Regions from separate parts of the Gossypium raimondii genome. Here region 2 is linked to region 1. The links are chromatin contacts, called in public Hi-C maps. All regions are on one chromosome and are shown on one strand. Each heading gives the region's core, a stretch centred on a gene start, on an enhancer-like site or on the middle of the called end of the contact. The rest is flanking DNA. Distances are from core to core; before and after follow the strand shown. Region 1 holds the start of LOC105773786 (homeobox-leucine zipper protein MERISTEM L1). Region 2 holds the start of LOC105773176 (polyadenylation and cleavage factor homolog 4).

The links. A called contact is a pair of places that touch in the nucleus more often than the background predicts.
Region 2: a Hi-C map of leaf shows a contact between it and region 1, with 2.8 times the contacts expected there. The contact joins the promoter of LOC105773176 here to the promoter of LOC105773786 in region 1. A contact is called at or near these places in 2 of 2 Hi-C or Micro-C datasets (both in leaf).

The regions. Positions count from the first base shown.
Region 1 is chr6:50,514,809-50,517,508 of ASM2569854v1, forward strand. It overlaps LOC105773786 (homeobox-leucine zipper protein MERISTEM L1), which reads left to right and starts at 1,290. Exons shown (of 12, transcript XM_012595910.2): 1 at 1,290-1,889; 2 at 2,310-2,574; 3 at 2,676-2,700. The coding sequence starts at 2,354.
Region 2 is chr6:50,655,081-50,657,780 of ASM2569854v1, forward strand. LOC105773176 (polyadenylation and cleavage factor homolog 4) reads right to left here and starts at 1,389. Exons shown (of 7, transcript XM_012594874.2): 1 at 823-1,389; 2 at 639-740; 3 at 295-552. The coding sequence starts at 1,107.

The sequences.
Region 1 (2,700 bases), core at 40-2,539:
AAACTAATGGCCGGAACCCCATTAACGATAGATGTTTGCACGTCGCCGGCTAATAAATCAAAATCTCCATCACTTGCACTATCTCTTCCAAAGGAAGAAACATTGCGGTCCATCATGGAATGATTCGGATCTCCATCCAAAAGCTTATCCTTCCACGAGGGTGCTGAAATCAGATCAGGGTCGACGACCATATCTACTGATGCCTCATCAATTCCGCCCTTAAATCTCACTTTCTTGGTGGTCCGGTCCTCAACAGAATGGGAATCCCCATCGTCTTCGTTAACAGACGGTGGCAAAGAAGGAGAGAGTTGCTTAGACATTTTTTAATATTTAATTGTTGAGTTTTGCAATCTGCAATACCCTTTCATTGTCGATAATTAATGCAATAAAAGTAAATAAATACATAAAACAGATCACAGATGAGTTGGATTAGTTCATATACCGACCGGATATGATTACACGTATGCATATCTGTCAAAAGGAAGAGACGAGATTAAATTTGATTAGAAATTATGAGATTTACACCACATAGATTTTGGTAGGCATGCATGCATAGACATGATATATAATGCGTCTGAAATCTGCAAATGCAGACCATAGCCTGTATCCTTCAGAATCAATAATTTCTTGGAAGATTTGAGAGCAAGCCGAAAGATTAAATATATTCAAGTTATTCTAGCAGCAGCTCTAATTTGCTTTTCATGTAATTTGATGGGGAAATTAACTAGTACAATATTCTACATATATAAATCAAATATTTAATTCAAAAAAAACAATAAATATTTGAAAGTAGTCATTAACTGATATGATTTAAACTGGTGAGATATTAATTATACCTTTTATCTTATAAAAATTTAAAATTTTCATACTATATATGCACTGCAGATTTCATGGCAACATTAGGAAGAAATATTCCTGTTAATTTAAAAATTTATGATGTTCCCCAAGTTAATTGAGATAGAAATTCTACTTTTGTATTGATGTCAAATATAATTCCTATTGCCAAATGTATTTAGCTTCCTTATCTACCGATATATATACTATACGTGCATGCTTATTAGTAAAACCTATCAATATTGGAGCTGAGACACTGAAAACTAGTTGAAAGCTTACAAAGTTAATTTAAAGAAAGGGAAGGGAAGGGGAGATGTTTTTCTCTTTCTATAATTTTTATTTCCATCACTCGCAATTACACCTCTCACCCACCATAAATGCTATTGCACCCTCTCGATGGGCTCTGCTATTTATTCCTTAGCTGCCACATCCTCTCCACCTGTTTCTTCAATTCTCTTCATTTTCCTCACCCCCCCCCTTGGAACTTCAAACCCCTTTCTCTCTCTCTAGACTTTAACCCTCTTCTCTCTCAAGGTAGGTCTCTGTCAAACCAGTGACCCCAAACTTTTAAAAACCACCCTAAAACCTCCTTTCATTAATCTTTCTCAACAATGTTCAAAAGGGCTTTCTTTTGTTTTGCCTATACGGCCCTGTAAAAAGTCTCTACTCACGAAACCTATTTCTTTCCCTGGACCAGCTTGTTTATAGCACCCGATCTGTGTTCACACCATTTGCCATTCTCTCTTTCATATATTCGCTTATAAAGCTTTGCTGAGAATCAAGAGAGAGTGCAAAAAGTGTTTGTAATCTTTGGTTTGTGGGGACTTTCTATCAAAATCAACCTAAATACCACCAATATAGGAAAGCGGGGCCAAGAATCTAACAAGCAAGAGACTGATATGTGTAGCATGTATTGCTGCTGGTTAGGGTTTTAAAGGTCAATGGCTATCTGTGTCTCCCAACATGAGGTTTCTAGTGACCAGCTTACCACTGCATTTAAGACAAGAAAATAGTTGCCCTAAGCTCTTAGTCCCCTTCTCCAAATAATCCATACGGTAATTTTCTTTCCTCCTTTTTTTCCCCAACTTTTGCTGCCCATTTTATTTCTCCGAGGTTCTTTCACTTTTCCCATGGGAATAGATTAGGATAAGCTTTCGACTAATCCATCATTTTAATCTTCGAAGTATATGCTACCTTTAAATATAGTAGCAGTTGGTTATTAAGATATTCAAAGAAAAATCCTTCTCGATAAGCGAACTAGACCTTTTTTTTCTTTGAAAGAGAGATGGTATATGGTTTACAGCTCCATTGTTTATTTGCCTTTCAAATGTTTTACGATTCCATTGTCATGCACTGGTTTTGACTTTTTTAACTTTGTACTTACATTTTGTGTCTTTCGTTACTGTTCTACAGTTTATTTAACCCTTTTCCCCCTTTATTTTAGTTTGCTTGACTTGTGTATGTTCTCTCGGCAGAACCCAGAATATCCATACCGTCGCCATTCGAGCACTTTGTTAACATGTTTAGCCCCAACTTATTTGAGAGTCCCCATATGTTCGACATGTCTCATAAGACCTCGGAAAGTGAACTAATGGGGAAGATCAGGGATGATGATTATGAGATCAAATCAGTCAATGAAACTATGGATGCTCCCTCTGGAGATGATCAAGATCCTGACCAACGCCCTAAAAAGAAGCGTTATCATCGTCATACCCAGCATCAAATCCAGGAGATGGAAGCGTAAGTCTTGTTTTTTTTTTTCCTCTTACTTAAAGATAAGAAAGATTAACATGACTAGTTCTTCTTTGGGGAATTGATTCTTTGGACACTTTGTTGCTCAGATTCTTTAAGGAATGCCCTCACCCT
Region 2 (2,700 bases), core at 139-2,638, 140 kb after region 1:
AAAGAAATCCTAATATATCAATTGTTATTAACATTCTGGCAACTCTACCCCTCAATCCAGCCTATCCCTGGTGATCAAAATCCAATTCAGCTTGTAATTGTCCTTCAGTACCAAAAGCAATTCTGTCCAGAAGGATCTATAACTGCTAGCAACATCTGATTCAAATAAATTCTCAAAAGAACATGATTTGCAGTGATATCCTAAATAGTGAATGTGCATAAGACTACAGAACAGAGCATATATTCCAATAAAATAGAGGATGTGAAGAACAGAGTTTTCCATTAGAAAGCTTACACTATCTGCACCTGACTGTTGTTCAAACTGCCGCAAGTACTTAGGATTAACATGTATGCCATGTGTTGGACGAGGTGATTCAGAAGACTGCAAGGAAGTTACTCCAGAAGATTGTTGGTTCCCCGTTTGAGAAAACTGCAGTTGCATCTCGATTTTACGTAGCACGGAAGGCGGAAAAACTGTTGACCATGTGCCAAATAGATGTCGCATTGCAGGATGCAAGTTAGGATTAACTTGCCTGTATGCCTCACAAAATACCTAAGAATGAAAAATAAAATAAGATAATCTATATCAAGCTAATAGCAAAGAAAAGAACTTCATCAAAAAGGTTGGCAATGACTCACCTCTGGCAAACGGGAAGAGAAATACCTAACATATTCTCGGCCAATATTTTTTACAATGCTATCTAATAGATATAACGAAGGAAGTTTTTGCTCTACTGGAACCTGAAAGCAATAAATTTGAAATTAAATTTTTAAATGTTCAAATTACTTGTCAGGTACAACGGAAAACCTAATTTTAACTAACCTCAATAATTCGTGCGCAAATAGCATCGGCAATGCCTTCGCCGTGCTCTCGCTGTTCACCGGCAATGATCGTGAGATCAGTAATTATGGGCTTCGAATTGAAAGTTAGTTCCGATAATACAACCTCGTAAAGCTGAACAATCTCCTCCGTAGTCGGCGTTGCCCCATCATCATCAGCAACACCGCCGGAAACCCTGAGCTCATCTTCCCGTTGCTTCAATAAAGCCTTGAACCGTTCCGATATCGACGGTAGTTGCTTTTGGGCTAGTTCATTGGATATGGCCATGCTGCTATTGCTACTGTTGCTATTGGTTTAGGAAAAAGATGAAAATTTTCTAGGGTTTTCTCGGGAAAGTAGGATTTTCTCTGATTCCATACATGTATCAGAGAAAAAGTAGCCGAAACGGTAAAGGTATTAGGGCTTGCGGCCCATCGTGAATCGATGCTGATTAAATTAGGGTTTTTGTTGCCAGCATCGAACAATAAACAGATGCTGTTTTAGTGTGTTACAAATACGAGAGTCTGGTACTTTTCGTTTTCCCTTTTTTTCTTTATTTTTTTTCGCTGAGATGAGGGGAGATAATAATTATTAAAAAAAAAAAAAGGACTTCCTAGATTTGGTTTAATCCACGGTTGAAATAAAATGAAGTTTTTTATGGTAATATGGGGCCCACAAGATTCCCAGTGACGTGGAGGCTTTTAAGAAGCTTAGATACTCTGATTTCCCGTGAGCAGGGATACAGAGAATAATGCTAAATCTAATGGTCAAGTAATTGTTGAAAGAATCCCACGGTTATTATCGCTTGAAAACTTTTCTTTTTAAAGTTTTTTACAGTTACAAATGGAATACAATAATAAGCTCGAGTTAGTAATTATAAAATGTAGCAGGCGAATAATTAAAAATAATTAGGCAAAACTGAAAAGAATTTAGACAAAACTCATACATCATTTATATACATAAAATTAAAGACCCACACATTATAATTACACATAACGTGATTAAAATTTAAATGCTCAAATACTCAAAGCATCCGCCTTAACCCACAATGCCAAGACATCATTAGCTTATCGCTTAAAAACTTAATAGAAAAGGTACACAAATAACATATCAATCTTATACTCATACAATAATATAAAATCATACATTGTTTAAGGTTTTTTTTAATAAGTAACATGGGTAAAGATTATCCAAGAATCAAATTCGGAATTATTGTCAATTGAAGAATCAGGGGCAAATTACACATAAAAATCCATTTCTTTTAAATTTACCTAAATGGGCCCGATAAATAATTATTTACCGGAATTGGCCCATTTCCCTGAAAGCGTGTCCACGTCAGCGCGATGTCAGGGTACGTGACAGGAAAACGCGTCCCTGAGGGAGCGTTTTGCCCGTTTTTGGGCTTTAGGGTTTAAGGTTTAGGGTTAAAAATTAAATAAATAAGTGATTAGAGTTTAGGGTTTAGGTGTTCATGGCCAAGCAGGGCCTGGTTAGGGCCGGGCCCAAAAAAATTTGGCCCGCTTCCTAGGCCCAGGGCCGGCCCGGCCCGAATATGAGCCTGGAATTTTGTCTAGGCCCGGCGCGAGAAAAAATTTCTAAGCTCGAGCCCGCCCCGCCCCGCCCCACCCCATTATTTAATAAACACCAAAAAAATATTTTAAATATAAAAAGAATAAAAAAAGTATTTTAAAATTAAAGAATAAAAATTATTTATTTATTATATATTCGGGCCGGGCCGTGCCGGACTCGAGCCAAAAAAGTGGTGCCCGAGGCTCGGCCCGTTTTCTAAACGGACCTCGATTTTTTGCCCAAACTCATATTTCGGGCCTATATTTTTACCCGAACCCTCCTATATTTTTTGTCCGACCCATGAACACCTCT